3 separate regions of the Gossypium hirsutum genome follow, and regions 1 and 3 are each linked to region 2. The links are chromatin contacts, called in public Hi-C maps. All regions are on one chromosome and are shown on one strand. The core of a region is the stretch at or near the end of the contact, and the rest is flanking DNA. Distances in the headings are between cores, read along the strand shown.

Evidence for each region. A called contact is a pair of places that touch in the nucleus more often than the background predicts.
Region 1: a contact with region 2 is called in a Hi-C map of leaf, with 2.5 times the contacts expected there. The contact joins the promoter of LOC107921001 here to the promoter of LOC107921026 in region 2. A contact is called at or near these places in 2 of 34 Hi-C or Micro-C datasets (callus and leaf).
Region 3: a Hi-C map of leaf shows a contact between it and region 2, with 2.4 times the contacts expected there. The contact joins the promoter of LOC107922242 here to the promoter of LOC107921026 in region 2. A contact is called at or near these places in 2 of 34 Hi-C or Micro-C datasets (callus and leaf).

Annotation. Positions count from the first base shown.
Region 1 is chrD01:54,751,359-54,754,518 of Gossypium_hirsutum_v2.1, forward strand. It overlaps LOC107921001 (thaumatin-like protein 1), which reads left to right and starts at 1,633. Exons shown (of 3, transcript XM_041087432.1): 1 at 1,633-2,089; 2 at 2,190-2,859; 3 at 2,980-3,160. The coding sequence starts at 2,017.
Region 2 is chrD01:54,152,292-54,155,642 of Gossypium_hirsutum_v2.1, forward strand. It overlaps LOC107921026 (TSET complex member tstD), which reads left to right and starts at 1,983. Exons shown (of 5, transcript XM_016850878.2): 1 at 1,983-2,177. The coding sequence starts at 2,125.
Region 3 is chrD01:54,863,278-54,866,668 of Gossypium_hirsutum_v2.1, forward strand. It overlaps LOC107922242 (CTL-like protein DDB_G0288717), which reads left to right and starts at 1,535. Exons shown (of 3, transcript XM_016852162.2): 1 at 1,535-2,889. The coding sequence starts at 1,817.

The DNA of each region.
Region 1 (3,160 bases), core at 383-2,882, 600 kb after region 2:
TCTTTCGAATAGCTTATGCAAATATTAAACTAGATTATATTTATAAAATCCTAAAATTTTATTAAAAGAATCAAAACCTATAAATTTTATCAAGAATTTTAAAGATTCAATATAGTTTATAATTGAAATATCAAATTCGGAAAATTAAAAAAAAAACAAATCAATCCAAAAATAATAAAGAATCAATTCATTCTCAATTATTCTCAGTAATATTAAACGTCTCAATGATTCTTATTTATTTAGTATTACTTTTAGTGAATAATTAAAATATTAACTTAAAATTTATTTTTACAACCAATGATATCCGAATTATATTTTCGAGCCTAGCAATAACAAACGAAAAGAAGCTAAAAATAAGGCTCGTTTAGGGGAAGAAAATATTGGAAGAAGGTGAAGCTTAAGCTGATTTACTCGCAAAATCCAATTCTCCAAATTTCCCAAACGTCATGCATACAAATGAAACAACTTTTACACATGCATTGTTAATGGATATACAGATCATGAGTTGATTTAGATGCTGGTGCAATAGACGAAATCATGAGTTGAATTGAGTGAAGCTGTCATTGCACAGGATTTTCCACCATAGCTTCATCCCTGACCAACTCTGGCTTGTCCTCAAAGCGGAAACTTTTTGAACTTGATTCAGGTTTACAACTTTACATTCATTAACGTCGGTAGCTTTATGCTTTCCTGGTGGAGATGATGATGATTCGATTTCAGAATAAGAATGTTGGGAAAATTATTTAATTATATATTTTTAAGGAATAAATTGATAGAATTTATAAATGTGGAGTGTCAAATTGATTGAACTATTTAGAAATATGATCAAATTGGTAGAATATGAAAGTATTGAACACTAAATGTGTTATTATAACAATTAAGAAAATTCACGGCATCATTCCTACTAAAGATTTAACAAAGAGTGATCAAAACAAAAACAATTTAGAGTGTTAGTGACAAAATTAATTTTTTTATACTTGAGTGACTAATTTTTTCTTAGTAAAGAAATGAAGAATAAGGGTTAAATGGAAGATATTTCAGTAGTCAACTCTCTTACTCTCACATTGCTCTTCTTGCACCGGTTGCTCGACTTGGAGCTTACGTCTTGTCGGATAAAATCATCAATATTGATTCGATGCATGAATTCATGTAATTTGTTTCAATGGCGGAGCATTTAATGATGTGACTTTGTATTTGTGTTGTTGATGTTTCTATAAAATTTACTTTTTTGGTGTAAAATGTTTTTGGTATGACTTGATTTTAGGCAATGATACAATGTTGTTTTTGGACTTAATTTACATATCAATAAAAGAAAAGGGATTTCTATTGCTGAAATCTGAAAAGAAACACCAAAAAAACAGGATGTGGTAAGTCTAAATTCCCTCAAATACATCATCAACCACCCAAAAGATGGTCGTCTCCTCTCAACTCAACCCCATATAGAGGTTCTTACCAAATTCCAGCTCTGGTCGTTTATCTAAACTAGGGTTGAGGTTTTGTTTGGAATTTCATACCCAGATTCTCCTCCCAGTATTACTATTTGTTTGGGTTTACAACGAAAACCCTGCAAGTCAAACAAAATAGACCAAATAATTGACCTTTTCTTTTGACAATTATGATGACAACAGTAACAAACAGTACTTCCTACTTAAAGAAAATGAAGAAACCAAAAATAAAAGGGTTAACAAGTGAAAAGAAGGACAAGCCCAGAGGATTAAAAAAGAAAGCAAGATTAAGGAAGGATATAGGAATTAGTATTATATTACAATAGCAGTGGCTGTGTACTGATATGCACTCTCTCTATCTCATTAACACTTTTGTCCGTTTTTAGTTAATCATTCATCCTCCTCTTTTCACTCTCTTCTTCGCCAATATCCTCTCTCGTGGAGTTCGGGGGGCAGATTAATCACTTCACCCTCCCCTGCTTGTCCTTTCTTCTTCCATTATTCCTCCTTTTTCTGCTCTGGAAATCTTCTAGGCTTGTAGCTAAGCTAAGCTAAACGAGACTTCTAAGACATGGATCTTCTTCACTCCTTTAGCTCATTAGCTCTTATTCTGTATCTCATTGTCTTAACTCTGAACTCTAAAGGTTAAACCCAGCTCTCTCCTTTTTTCTGGGAGTCTCTCAAGCATCGTGGTTTCTTATATTTACACTAAAAACCCCATCTGTTTTTTTTTCTTTCTTTCAGGTGCATTAGGTGCTTCTTTCACATTTGTCAATCGATGTGGCTACACGGTGTGGCCTGGGATATTAGCAAATGCAGGCAGTCCTACACTCGACAGCACTGGGTTCGAGCTACCAAAGGACTCGTCTCGTTCATTTCAAGCCCCAACTGGCTGGTCCGGTCGTTTTTGGGGTCGAACGGGCTGCACATTTGACGGATCCGGGTCTGGTACGTGCGTAACGGGCGACTGCGGGTCGGGTCAGATGGAATGTAACGGACTCGGAGCTGCTCCGCCCGTGACTCTGGCTGAGTTCACTCTGGGAACGGGTGGGCAAGATTTTTACGACGTCAGCCTTGTTGATGGCTACAATATCCCCATGATCGTTGAAGGCAGTGGTGGGTCAGGTTTTTGTGCTTCGACGGGGTGTACAACTGACTTGAACCGTCAATGCCCGTCGGAGCTCCGGGTTGGAGACGGTGACGCTTGCAAGAGCGCGTGTGAGGCATTCGGGAGTCCCGAGTATTGTTGCAGTGGCGCGTATAGCACACCTGCCACATGTAAGCCTTCAGTTTATTCTGAGATGTTCAAGGCCGCTTGTCCCAGATCTTACAGCTATGCATACGATGATGCTACAAGCACTTTCACGTGTACTGGAGCAGATTATACGGTTACCTTTTGTCCCTCTTCTCCTAGGTAAATGATTCACTTGCTTTTTTTTTAAAAAAAAATTGCTGTCTAAACTCTAAATATGATGAAGATTATAGTGATTATTAACCCTTTTAATGTTTCCAACGATGTGGGATTTTGTTGCAGTCAAAAATCTTCGAGAGATGCTACGCCAGCTACAGAAGCTACCCCAGTGACAGGCTCAACGTCACAAGGGTCAGGGACACAGCCCGGGTTTACTTATTCTGGTAATGGATATGGATATTCGGTTTCAGGGTACGGATACCCTGGTTCGGGTTCAAGTACTGGGTCAGGATCTGGGCAAACC
Region 2 (3,351 bases), core at 733-3,232:
ACAGGTACTTGTTCATTGTGAGAAAATAAAAATTTCATCTTTTGGAGCATAATTCTCTTCTGGGTATTGCATAAATTTCTTGGGTTTTCTTTGTATTGGTTGATGTAATTACAAACATAGCACCTTTTACTGATATATTAAACTTGTGTATTTACATATATGACATATGTTTTCTTTTTTCCTGTGTGCTGGGTTAAATTAGAGGTTTTGATATGTTCTCTTTTTTACATGGTTAAAAAATGATCTGAAGTTATAAAATTCATATATCTATTAAACTCATCAGTTTGTTTTCTTTCTTTTTTTCTTTTTAAGGAATATCAAATCTATAACAAGCTTGTGGTTTATGTTATATAGAGAAGCTAAGTGGGATATAAGTAGCTGGCTGTTGTTTAAAGTAGGTCATTTCATTGAAGATTTTAAGAGTTTGAGGGAAAGAAGATAGCACCTGCCCACAAGGGCGGAGTCAGGAGCCGGTTCCCTAAAATGAAAAATTTTATATTTGAGTCTCTTTATTATGTATAAAATTTTAAATTAATAATGGTAAAATTATACTTTAACCCCTCAAAATATAAAAATTAAATTCAATCCTTTAAAAATTATAAAGATATAAGCTATTAAAATAGTGAAATTAGACTTTTATTATCATAAAGATATATAATTTAATTCTGGACCTTCCTAAAAATTATTTTTGACTCCGTCCTTGCTACCCACACCAAAGCAAGGGTCGAGGAAGAAGATATTAGAAAGCAATGAATAAGAGTAATCTGATGAGCTCCATCACCAGCTCTTATCTCATGGATGGAAAGGTTGTCAGCATTTTAAAAAAAAAATTAAACTGATACGATTAACATGTCAGGCGACATAAAAAAATTATTTTATTTGTATTTGTATATTATTTGTTCGGTATTTTAAGAAATATATATTTTTAAAATAAAAATCAATGCTGTCAATGCATTAAACGACACCATATAAATTTTTTCCCTCGAAAATAATTGGCATATGAATGTTACTTTAAAACAAACATCTCATTTTCATAATTAATCTATGTTTTATACCATTTTTTTATTATTTAGTTATTTTACCCAAATGATCCAAAAAAATAATTAATTAAAAAAATGACCGATGTTAAAAAACAATCACCTAAATAACCTAAAATAAATAATAAACTTGGGTAAGGGGGACTTAATTGCCGACGCCACTTAAATTTTTGACACAATTATTGCCTAATGATTGTGTCAGGGGTTAAAAAAAATATTTTTTAGGGTACTGGACACTAGATGGTCGGAACTATGTATTTTTTTTTCAAATCGTAGCATATCGGTATACATTTATACCGATATTTAAAAAAAATTGAGTGCTGGACAGTAAATGGCAGACACTACTTTTTTTTATAACTTTTTTTTTTGTGTTGGCACACTGATGGCCAACACCCACTTTTTTGGGAACCACAAATTTTTTTTTTAGTGCTAGGACAGTGATGATCAACACCCTTATACTAAATTTTAAAAAAAAATTTGGGGTGATGGTACATTGATGGTTGACACCCTTTTTGTTTATATATATGAAAGCTCCACTACAACAAATTAAGCCTTTAGCGGCATTTTTCGTACGTTTGGAGCGAAAACGCCGCAAAGGTTGAACTTTTAACCGTATTTGTATTAAAAAATGCCACAAATATATACCATTAGTGACTGTTGGTGACTCCGGGCACTTGTTCAATTTTCTGCCCTACCGTGCCATCGTGCCATGTTTCATGGACCAAACATTCGGCTTCTTGTATTTGTTTTGGGCCAACAGCAAAATTTTCAGTTAAAAACACTAAGTCACTACTAAACGAAAAACACTGCAATAAGTCATTCTATAACGGCGTTTGTAGAAATAGTGCCGCAAAAGGTCAAGAAATAGTAGCGATTTTCCCTAAATGCCACTAAAGGTATAACAACAATACAAAACTCATCCAACCCGACATCTGATCCGACCCGAACTAAACGTAAAATAAAGAAAGGAAAATGGGAAAGAAAACGACGATTGACGACACAGAACAAAGCAGGAGTAACTTAGCTGATCTCCGTCTCCCTACCTCAAGAGAAAAAGGGAGTATCTGAGAGAGGGAGATTCATCGCCATGATTCTCGCGGTGTTATTCGCCAACTCTAAAGGCAACATCTTAGTTGAACGGTACGTCTACCCCTCCATTTTCTCCCATCCCATCCCATCTTATGCTTTGATTTCTTTTGCTGATTTTTCCAATTATGCTCTTTATCGCTTCTAGTTTGTTGAATTAGTTGAATCTTTTTTGTATAGATGTTAATGGGTCTTTTTTTTATGGAAATCGAATAATTTTATTCTACTTTCTGGATGGGATTTGATTTGGTAGAAATTGGAAATGGATGATGTTTGGCAAACACATGATCTGTTGTGGCTGTTCATGATCTATGGAATTGGAAATGGGATTTTATTTCTTTTTGATAACATAATTGAGCATTACCTCAAGGATTATGTTTTATGTCAAAGATCTGGTTATGTTTGTTCAAAACTGTGTTTTGTTATAAAATTTAAAATTCAAAATTCAAAATTCAAAATTTTTTTGTTTAATGCCATGGAAAATTAGATTTTTTTTTTTTTGAAATATTGAATGAACCATTTCATTTCATGAACACAATTTGCTCTACATTTTCTTTCAAAATTTCTCTCAATTCTTTCAATAATTTTTTTAAGCTTTTGATTCTTATCAATCAATCTTGAAAAGTTTATTTCTAGCAAGATTTTCTATGTTTTTAAGATCAAAACATGATTTTCCATATTTTTTCTATTTTTGTAAGAATATGGAAAAGAAGGGAGATCGATTTCTTGATTGTTCTTGACTTTGATTTTTGGAAAATCCAACTAGGCAATGATGATGTAACTTAATTTAATGATTTTCTATCCATGAAACTTAATTTCCAATGATTTCCTCATTTTTAAAACTATGCTCATGTTTGTTGGGTTAGAGAGAGTCAAGATTTCTAAGATTTCTTGTTGTTTTCCAAGTTAGATTTACCATGCTAATTAGATTTCTTGTTGTCTAAGTGAGGAAAATTTGAGTTTTCAACAGAGAATTCAATGTTTGTAGGTTAGTTTTAAGTTCTTAAGTATGAATATAAGGTTAGATTTGAGTTATGGTAAGTTTCGATTTGAATTCTTGAAAGTGGGCATTGAAGTGAGAAAGTGTACAGCTAAATCGCATTGCATGATTTTGTTGAATTTTAAAGGTTTTGATGGTTGTGATTTTGTTGATCTGTTCTAACATGATTGAACTATGTCAAACGCTTGCATCTGCCATTAGCACAGAATTGTTAGTTAATTGCTCAAG
Region 3 (3,391 bases), core at 285-2,784, 710 kb after region 2:
GCTAGATCTATCAACTTTAACCTCCAAAATTCAGCTTTTAAACCTTCCACAATCCTATTTGTTTCTGGAAAAAAAACAGAGAAAGAAAGAAAAAGATCAAAGTTCTGGGAATTACCATAATCATCTTCATCAAGAAAATTAAAGGAATGGTGATCACAATTGTAAGTAAACTTGTTGTTGGAAGAAGTGAGTTTCTGCAAACACTAAGCTGCGATTGCTGGGAAATTCCTAGTGAACTCAGTGTATTCAGCCAAGATCGTTGTTCCTCGAGCAATGAAGCTATAAATAAACGCTTCCTGATTCATTCTTTTTCTCTCTTGAGTTAAATTCAGTTAGCTCACAAGTTAATCACAGAGACTGAACAGAGAAAGACAATGAAACTTTTCTTGTTCTACTACTTCAACGTTAATGTTTCCTTTTTCATTTTTTTAAGATTGAGTCTGCCATTTCTTTGTTTGTTTCAAAAATAATTTTGTGTGAGTTTAATCATCTTTTGTAATTTATTAATTTCTATTCTTTATTTTTTGAAATATGTATTTTCAATTTGAATTTGGGTGTTTGGAAAGAGAGAAAATTTGGGAAAACGTTGAGAAAAAAATGTTTTATTGGAGCAACAATGAGAAGGGAAGAGAGAAAGAAAGAATATGGGAAAGAAAATTGTTTTGATGATGTCATCTATAACATTGTGCTAATGTGACATGACACATAGGTTATTTCGTTAACTTGTCATTTGATTGACGGTTAACTCACGTTTACCGTTAAAATTAGACTAATTTTTAAAAAATCGTAATATTGAGGATGTCAATAAAAAAAGGGATTAAGGGCCCAAACCTAAAAATCTATAAACGTTGAGGGTATTTTATGCAATTAGGTCAAAATTAAATAAAATACTAAAATAATTTTTTTTATAAAATTAGAGAATCAAATATATATAAAACTATATTCTTTACAACCGATAATGATAACTTAATTATTATTAGTTGAGAAAATTTAGCATGTCTACTCTATAACATTTTGTCGTACTACTTTTAGTTGAGAAAATATAACATTTTGTGTAATAATATTTTTCATACTTTAAATAATAAGATTTTATATTTGAGTTAAATAAATGAAATAAAAAATATAATATATTTGATAATGTATTAAGTAAAGATAATTTTATGTTATGGTAAATCACCAAGTAGGTATAATCTTTCCCTTAGATCACAAGAAAAAAAGGATTGATCTAAGAGTGACAAAATCTGTCATAAATTACCACTTTAATACTAAAATTAACAAGATGAAAAAACAAAAATGGATTGAACGCCTTTGTTGTTGCTTTTTGATACCATGAATCGTGGTCATCAACTCCAACTACTTCATTATGTACACTTGTTAAATTCACTTAGTGTTTTTCTAATAATTAAAAATATATTATTGAAATTTAATTATAATTATTTAAAAAAAACTATATTTCTTTGACATTTTTAAGTAATAGTTCACCCGAAAATAATGGACTTATCTCATATTTATTTTAGTAATGAATAGTTCCACGTGGCACTTCAACAGTTCCGTTCCACCACGACCAAACGGTCCAAACCCACTCATCTTCTTCTCCAGCTCTCAGTTTAGTAATTCGGCTTCCATTCCATGAACAAACAGTCAAACAAAAACCCCCAAATAAATTTAAAATTAAATAAATCCCCCCAAAAAGTACTAAAACGAACAAAACAATAATTATTGAAAGCCAAAGTCCTAAAATTTCTTCTTGCTAATCAGATAAAACGTCTCTCCCCACGGTTGTTTTGTTTTCTCCGTCCCTTGATTCGTCGCTGCGATGGGCAGCACGGAAGAAGATACCACCACTTCCAAACCCACATCTCTATACGACGCCGCTTCCTCCACCGAACCTCTCCTCTTCAAACCCACCACCGGCTCTGCCTACCCATCTCCTCCAATCGAAGAACCACCTCAATCCGGCCCCTCCGAATCCGACCCAACTCAGTCCCTCCAGATCTCTTTCAATTACGGGCCCAGACCTTTCAAAGACCTCCCTTTCCTCATCCTCTTCCTTCTCTTCGTCCTCTGCACTTTCGCTTTCGGTATTTTCTCAATCTTCCATCGAAACGGCAACTACTCCAACGTTTCGGCCTTCACCTACGATTCCAATTCCACTTCGTGCGTTCAAGATACTTCCTTTTTATCAAGTCAATTATGGGTCTCTGAAACTTCATTTTTTGCGTTGTCAAGTTCCAGTCTTTGGACGTATTTAGTATGGACCCTTGTGATAACTTCAGTTTTAAGTGTACCCATATGTTTGCTTTTGCTTTTATTACTCAAACACTACACCAAGCAGATCGTTTATGTCTTGCTTCCTTTCTTTATAATCATGCCGGTTTTCTTTGATGTTTATTGGTTCGTTGCTTGTACCTTGAGCTCTTCTTGTAGTGATGCTTTCCCTTTGGTCTATAGAATTCTGGTGCTTATTTTCATTTTGTTAATAGTTGGGGTTATTGTTTGGATCATTGTGGCTAATTGGCATCGGATCGAGTTGACTGTGAGGATTATCGGGGTTGCTTCCGATGCGCTTTCGAGGAATTTAGGGTTGTTTTTGGTGATACCGTTGTTGACCGTTGGATTGTTGGCTTATTATGCGTCAATTGTTGTGTTCTTGGTGTTTTCTAGGTTTAATGGGAAAATTGTGGCTAAAGAATCGAATGGGGAGTATACTTGTGTTTGGAAACAAGATAGCTGGGTGCCTGCTTATTTTACATTGGCTATTTTGACAATGTTGTGGTCCTTGACCAGTATGGTGGAAGCTCAGGTTTATGTTACCAGTGGCACCATTGCTCAGTGGTACTTCTCCAAAGATGATACGAAACCTCACCGGAGCATAAGGAGATCTTTGAGGTAACTTGCTACTGTTTTTAGCTTTTCTGAATAAAGATCTTTGCATTTCAATATATTATTATAGATGATTTGTGCTTCTTTGTGAGGGTAGTTCAAACTAAGCTTGAATTGGAACTTATATTTTTGTGTTTCTGAGTGGCTGCTTTGAACTTTGGATGCATGCTTACATTATGAATACCTGACTGTTTAAATAGATTAATTATCAAAGATTATGATCTTGGTGATAAAGCTTAGGATAATTGTAATGGCACATAGTTGATAACATCGATTTTAGTATGGTTGATAGCTGCATGATGTATATGAGTATAGTATTTGTACTTGAGTATGGAAGATCACAATCGTGATAATTCACTTTGGTTTGGACTTGTGGATTCAATTTGACAACATTGTTTTGCATTTGATTGAATGGAGTGAAGAATGGTCAACGATCTTGTTCCTAACAACAACTCAGAGTGTGTTCCTCTCCTCCTGGTGTTTCTTGGAATGGACTTTTATGTTAGTA